Regions from separate parts of the Arabidopsis thaliana genome. Here region 2 is linked to region 1. The links are chromatin contacts, called in public ChIA-PET maps. All regions are on one chromosome and are shown on one strand. The core of a region is the stretch at or near the end of the contact, and the rest is flanking DNA. Distances in the headings are between cores, read along the strand shown. Region 1 holds the start of FUT8 (fucosyltransferase 8). Region 2 holds the start of PKS2 (phytochrome kinase substrate 2).

Evidence for each region. ChIA-PET counts read pairs in DNA pulled down with a chosen protein or histone mark.
Region 2: a contact with region 1 is called in an H3K4me3 ChIA-PET map of shoot, with 11 read pairs. The contact joins the promoter of PKS2 here to the promoter of FUT8 in region 1. A contact is called at or near these places in 1 of 2 datasets of contacts at active chromatin or transcription factors (shoot) and 1 of 3 other capture datasets (seedling).

The regions. Positions count from the first base shown.
Region 1 is chr1:4,826,355-4,830,160 of TAIR10.1, reverse strand. It overlaps FUT8 (fucosyltransferase 8), which reads right to left and starts at 2,200. Exons shown (of 2, transcript NM_001084062.1): 1 at 2,095-2,200; 2 at 574-2,018. The coding sequence starts at 2,200. The coding sequence ends at 574. It also overlaps the pseudogene AT1G14090.
Region 2 is chr1:4,875,807-4,879,612 of TAIR10.1, reverse strand. PKS2 (phytochrome kinase substrate 2) reads right to left here and starts at 2,107. Exons shown (of 1, transcript NM_101294.3): 1 at 306-2,107. The coding sequence starts at 1,956. The coding sequence ends at 628. AT1G14270 (CAAX amino terminal protease family protein) reads left to right here and starts at 2,357. Exons shown (of 10, transcript NM_101293.5): 1 at 2,357-2,672; 2 at 2,846-2,943; 3 at 3,145-3,252; 4 at 3,419-3,501; 5 at 3,585-3,718; 6 at 3,806. The coding sequence starts at 2,418.

The sequences.
Region 1 (3,806 bases), core at 951-3,450:
TAAAAAGACATGTTAAGAGATCTAATTTAATAATCAGTTTATTTGCATGCCAATGTTTAATAATTACTATGTTAATTTTTTTTATTTTGAAACAACTTTTAGTAATACTAAAATGATTTTATGGAAGAGAATACTGTATATATATCACTATTTATGATTCAATAATATGTTTCCAAAATTTAATACACTTTTAATTACTAAAAATTATATTTACTTTTGTGGAATATAATATGTAAATTTGTATTCACTAAAATTTATAACTAAATATAATTTCTATAAACCATATGAAATGACTCCCATATATTGTTTGAGAAGTGTTTTTAGTGATTTCAATATCACTTAATTTGTAGTAAGGTTTTTTCTTTGTAGTAGTTGGAGTTATCATTCTTCGCCAAAGTGAAGGAAAAAAATCTTGAAGAAAGGCATGTTATAATTATTTAAATTTAAACTACTATATAGAAATCATTAAATTAATAAATAAAACTTTGAATTTAGTGATCCAAGTACACACACAAAAATAAAAGCTAGTGGATTTCAGATCAAACAACACAAAGTAATAAAAAAATTTGATTTCTAATTTGAATCAACTAGCTTAAGACCCGTGATCCGATCCTCACAATACATAACAAAAGGGGTGATGTTCACTTTCTTAGCTTGACAACCATAGAGTGGAGCTCTAAGGAAACATGGCTCCATTGACACGGCACGAACACATGGTGGCTCAGGAGCTGTGTGGTTCTTTGGCTTGTAGAGTATCCATGGCTTTAATCCTCCAAGACCTTGAGCAACGTATCCGAACGTAGACGAGTCGCTCGTGACAATGTAATCCGTTAAACTTAAGAGATATATCTCAGCGAGTGCCTTTTGGTCATGAAGCTTATTGTCTGTTTGCTGATATATTTCTTGACTTGGTTGGTAAATTTGTATTATCTCTCCTGTTGAACTCGGGCCTTTCCAATACATTTGCCTTAGAATCTCCGAGTACTCTGGGTAAAGAGAAGTGACAAGAACAGCTTTAAGTTTCGAGCTTCTTGATGTGTTAGTGACTTGTGTTTCTAAGACAAACACTTCAGGTAATAGTTTCTCTCTTTGTGTACAGGCTAAGATCTGGTCCATGACATGTTGGAAATATCCAGCCGGCTTGCTAAAAACTCGTACTTGAATCCCAAGTCTCTCATCAGCTCTTGATAAATAACCATTATAGGATCTTGTGATCATGCCCCAAACTTGGTTAGTCGGGTGAAAAAGATAGCGAGCCAAATGGTGAAAGACGGTTTCTTTCTGTGGGAATAGCTTGCTTAATTCTGACTGAAAAGAAGGGATCAACCATAGAGATGGGATAAAGTAAAGATTCGAGTTGAAGACCAACCAAGGGACTTGCCTGATGAGAATTTGGTCACTTTCACAGAAGAACATCTTATCATAATCGTCGTAATCGTGAATAAGATAAAGACAGAGGTACGAGGGGATGATGCTTTCTGTTGTAGTTGAGTTAATGGCATGATTCTTCAACATTGTTCCGTAACAGCGCGGAGATTCCTTGTTGAAGCTATCTAATTGATCTGTTAGTGGAAAATCCAGAGGGAGTAGCCAGGAAGTACCTGGAAAAGGCTCACAGAAGAGGTCACTTATGTCCGTACGTTGGTCAACAAGCATGATTCTGTCAGTCAAGAGAGCATAGAGAAACAGAGAAGCAAGAGTAAGTATTCTGTTTCCTAGCCCATAAACAGCAATCCACACAATGTATCTGCATTCACCAACAGATTTGGTTGAATGATTCTCATCATCATGACCAAGAATCTCCGTTGCTTTCTTGTAAGCTTCTGTGCCTGGACCGCAACGCTTGTGAAGCATCTCATAGCTTCTAAGCTTAGAGACGAGATATCTGGATGGTTTGTATGGTGAAGGCTTGCGATACAAGGAAGACTCATACCTACTCAAGCAAGAATCTTCATCAAAATCAGCTGTTAAAAGCCCTCCTAACAGTTTATCCTTTGATTTCCTGGAATCCTTTGAACCTAAGAAAAATGAAATATTGAGTCAAAGGAGAAAACTTGAGTAACAACAGCAAGACCTAAAGATTAAAGATTTTACCGTTGGTTGTAGCATCCAGAAGCTGGTAATTGAAAATATTGAAGAATGAGAGTTGCATCACTGACAAAAGAAATAAACAAGTGACGACTGTTATCACGACCTTCATCTTCTTATCTCATTAAGAAGCAATGTTGAATTTATTTTGACCAATCCCAAACTTTTTTTTTTGGTTTTTTTACCAAACCCAAACTTGTTGTTACCAAGTACCAACTATCATTATCAAATTTTAAACCATTTTATAATAGTTCTTTTTTAATTTATGGCGAATTCAAAGGAAACAAAAGAGTATTTCACTGCACATATAAAGAGAATGTCTTTCCAAACTTAAAATATAATATATAAAAAAGAAATTATTATTTTAATTTTTGAATGTCTACAAAATAAAGACACCACGTCATAAATGTTTGATAGAGACATTTTTAAGAAGTATCTCCAATTTAAAGAACCAACACATTTGATTAATGTTTTAAATATTATTAAAGACACTAATGCGCTTTTAAGCTAAAAAAGTTGGTACACACAATTAGAGTACGACCGCGTTAACCGGTTTTGGTTCAAATTTATTTTTATATTTGGTTGGAGTCGGTTCGGTGTCGGTGTAAAAACCCTCCGATAAGTGAGAAAATCTCTGATGCTAATCGTCGTCGGAATTAGCCTCTGCTAGGGTTTTTTTCCCGGCAGCCACAAGATCGGAAAATATCTCATGCGGGTTATCCCGATTTCATTACTCTCGCATGTGAGAGGATTGATTCGAAGAGCACCCTCGTCGCGATTGTACGTGGTTCCTGCACTTTCCCGGGCGAACCCGATAATCTCATACTCGGAGCAAGTGAAAGAAGGTAACTTTGATTGTAAAGCATTTGGAATTTAAAGAAATTGAGCTTCTTCGAGTTTTAGCTAGTTTGAAAGATGATCCTTATCTTGCTTTATCGTTTCTGAAACGAATGGAAAGAAATGTGACTTTTTTGCCTAGTGTCCAAGCTTATGCAACTGTTATCAGAATCGTTTTTGGTTGTGGTTTGGATCAGAAATTGAATAATTTTCTAGTGGAACTCGTTAGAAAAGGAGATAAAGGACGCGGATTCAGTGTCATGGATCTGTTAAAGGCCGTTGGAGAAGCAGAAGAGGAGGGAAAAGGGTCATTGCTGTTGTTGAGCAGGCTCTCCAGTGCCTTGGTTAAAGCCTATGCTAATCTTGATATGTTTGACCAAGCTATCGATATATTTTTCCAGACTAGTCCCCTAGGGTGTGTTCCAGATATACAAGCATTGAGTTTTTTGATGAACCGTATGATTGCTTCTGGAGAAAACAATATGGCTGTGGCTACTTTCATGCAAATAGAGCGGCTGGGGCTGGATGCGGATGCAAATACTTATGTGCTTGTGGTTCAAGCATTGTGTAGGAATGAGGATACAAAAGGAGTAGAGAAGCTTCTTAGTAGACTGTTAAATTCAGAGCCTAGGAAATGTAGTGTGTTTTATATGAATTTCATTGAAGGACTCTGTTTAAATCAGATGGCAGGTATAGCTAATCTTGTACTCCAACCATTGAGGGACGCAAATATTCTGGTGGATAAGAGTGATCTTGGAATTGCATATCGCAGAGTGGTTCGTGGTTTATGTAATGAGATGAGAATAGAAGAGGCTAAAAAAGCTGTTCTTGACATGGAGGAACTTGGGATTGATCCGGATGTCTATTTTAACTCGTCCATA
Region 2 (3,806 bases), core at 858-3,357, 50 kb before region 1:
TGACACTGGAGATGAGTTCTGGACCAGAAGACTCTGGAGTGGCTTTTAAGACATGTTAGGTGAAAGGACACTATCATTGTTTGATTGAGTTTCCTCATTAAAGGCTCTTTTAGGCAACTCGTACGGTCTTTGATTAAACCGTTAAATCTAAGCCTAATGAGGTTATCTTTCTATTCTTGAGACAAGCACATGAAAATGAGGTGGACCAAATGTGTTTTGTGTCTAGTCTACGTGCTGCATTTAATTATGTCTCCTAAGTCAACAAAAGGTTACAATCACATCTTAATATTTCACATGGAATTGCACTCTTGGTTATGTCTTATTTGCGGATTAGACCCAAGTGTCTATTGTTCACATGGTGCAGTTCCTTATAATCTCTGGCAACAATAGATGAGTTCTTGGCATCACATTTCATCTTTTACTCATTTGTGGTCAGCAGATAAGTATTGATTGATGATACAGATTGATTTACACTTCTCTATCGACATTCTTCCTTAATAAACCAGTTAAATCAAAAACTACTGTTTTCAGGTACAACAATATGAAGATGGTATTAGCAAATCAAATATTTTCCACTCAATAGACATTTTACATGTAAAACGAAAGGAGCTCAGGTTTTTGGCATAATTAAGTATACAAAAAAGGCGATTGCGTGTGAGAAACAGAACTACTGCTGATCCTCCTTCTTGTTTCAGTGCTTGTTGGATTAGCTTCTACAGGGAATCTTGGAACATAGCTCGGTGTTCTGTTCATGCTTGTGTATGAATCACCAGAAACTCTGACAGATTTATGACTCTTGCATCCCATTAATAAACCGCTACTGCTAGATTTCCGTCTCTGAGGCGCGATTTCTCGGTTTGATTTTGCCATGATAGGGATTCGAGGAATCTGAAAAGACCGGTTCTTTTTGACGGGACTCGTAGCACATTCAGACATAACAGAGAAATCTGCTACACTTGCTGTCACTACACTCCATTGTATGCTTACCTCACTTGGTGCATAACCATCTGGTGAGTCTGGATCACTACTTCCTTGCCTTGCAAGAAAAGGGTTTGCCTTCCCTGTTAAGCTCTCAATCTCAAAAAGATCCGTACTTACATCGCTCACACTCCCATCTTCTTCTTCTTCATACTTCACAGAGAATCCATGTTCTTCTTTTTTCGCAGAGCTCGAGTATTCCCATGGAAATTTCTTCTGAATGATTCTCTTCTCAATAAGAGGAGATCCAAATATTTCCAGAGACTTCCTCTGCTCTAGCATTGCTTCTTGTTGTTGTTGATGAATCTTCATCTCCGAGCTTAGATCTCCAGAGAAACTCAATTGAGTCTTGATCTTCTTCAGACCAGAGCTTCTTCTCTTGTCGTCGACGACATCCACTGAACTCCAGTTCGAACACACGCATCTGCAGCCAAGAGTAGCGAGAAAACTCTTCTTATTACTCACCTTGTGATTGCTACTCATATCCTTCTCCTGAAAGTAACTGTTGCAACTAGAGTTTTTCTTGATGTTCTTCTTCTTCTCTACATATTTGCTCTGAAGCAACAAACTCTGGCTATTCCAACTGGATTCAGACCGAAGACTAGGAGTTTCCGAGGAATTCTTCGAGCTTTGCTTCGGACCAACAAAGATTCTCTCTATTGGAACTTCTGGATCTGGCAGAGGAGACACAAGTCTAGGACTGTGGTCAGAATCCATATCTCCATTGAAGTACTTCTCAGCTCCAAACACACTGATCTCCAAATCTTCAGAAGCTTTCTTGTTAATTCCAAGAACATCATTGGTGATACCACTCATTAGGTTCTTCTGGGTGAGAGCATCTTCCTTGCTTGTCAAGTAAGAGAAAGAAGTAGAAGAAGAAGAGAAAGGACCATAGAGATTGTTACTGTTATTATTATTGTTCATCATGAAATCAAAAGATACGTTTGGAGTTGAAGAAGATGAAGTTAAGGTCACCATTTTGTTTCTTTTTGTGTATTACTATTTCTTAGGGATGATTTAGATTTGAGTAATATAAATAGAAGAAATGAGGAAGTTCCTTGTTTTTTTTTTGAAGCTATGTCGTGTGGGTTCCATTACTGGGACAAGACTGCCTATTTGCCAGTGATTTTGTGCTAATGTATAAACAAAATATTAATTATATTTTGTCTTGGTTATAAGGAAAATGAAAAAAGAAAAATAGTGGACATGATTCTCCCAAGGAACAAAATTACAAATTAGAAGACACGAGGGATGTACGTATTTTGTGATATACTGACAAAGACTTGTCGTCGAGTTAGTTGGTCGTTAATGGGCTTTGGGCCTATACTGACATAAATGGGCCTTAAACAACGTTATTTTAAGTAAGTAACGGTTTTTTTCTACCCGCTCGTTTTAGTCGGATCTTATCCTCTTCCTCAATCTGATAATCGTGTTGGTTCATGTGTGGAAGTTCTCTAAGAACAACAGAAAATTTCAAAATGGTTTCTCAGATAATCTCGTGTTTATCTCAATCTTCGTCTCTTCTATGTTTATCCGATTCAAGGAGGTTAATTCTTCCGAAGACTTGTACTTACGGCGGTTTGAGCCGGTTTTCTCCAGGATTTGCTAGCCGCCGGTTATTTACGGTTAATCGGAAGAAATGGAGATCGGCCTGCATTTTCAACTCTGGAAAGGAACCTGGAGGAGAGGGAAAGGTTACTGTCTCACTGACTCTATCTAAATTAGATTCTTGTTTAGTTTCCGGTCTGAATTTTTCTGAGGCAGCTCTATGTAACTTGTTCAATTGAATCCAAATTCTATTGGAATGTGAAAAAAGACTAGACCTTTGAGAAATTATTTGAAGTTTTGATTGTTATATTTGTTGTAGTTACAAGGAGGTAGCTCAGAGTGGCCGATACTTCAGAGATGGGAAGTTCCATGGGGATGGCAGACAGTTTCGTTAACTTCGTTTGCTTGTGCACTAAGGTACTCTCATCAAAAGCTTTCCCTTTTGATGACTTTAGGGTTGGAGTTTGATGAAAGTACATAGACTGTGTGCTAAGATAAATGTGATGGTTGAGTAGACTGATCTGAAAGATAATCTCTCTGTTATGGTTAAATAGTTTAATGTTCAGTGACTATTCTCTGTGTAATGCATGGAGTGAGATTAATTTTGTTCCCAGGCAGTTTTGTTTTGACAGGATTAACCGAGATGGCAGTCATACCGTTTTTAGGAATCGACGTTGAGAAACTGACCTTGGACGATAAGGCGGAGATTTTGTTCCTGGATCAAGGGTAACCAAAAAAATACTACTCTTTTGTGTATTCTTTGCTCTTTTTTACTCTGTTAATGTAAACTCATTATATAATCTCGTTGCTTTAGCTGATTTCACATTGTAAAATTAGTTATCTCTCTTGAGGTTTGGCTTATGTTGAATAACATTGTCTAAATATTTGGCAGCCTAACAACCGCGGTGGTACTTGCTGTCATATTCACTGTTGCCAAAACCTTCGACCCACTTCCTGAAGATATTCTTCGCTATGGTACGTTTTTTTTTTTTTTTTTTTTTTTTCTATCAGCATGGTTTGCTCTTTTATTGGTAGTTGACTGTTTGTTCGATCGTCAGATTTGAGACAACCCGTCAACCTGCAAAAAGGATGGCTTGTGTGGGGTGGAATCGGTCTGGTTGGTGCTGTTGGTGCTATTGCGTTAACAGGTGTTGTTTTATCCGTGTTCAGGACAGAAGCACCTGAAAGGGAGGTTAGGAGAATTCAAAACCATGCTTTATGTTTTGTTTTCGAAATATTTGTTGGATAATAGTAATGAGGCCTAGTGTGATGTTTTCAGG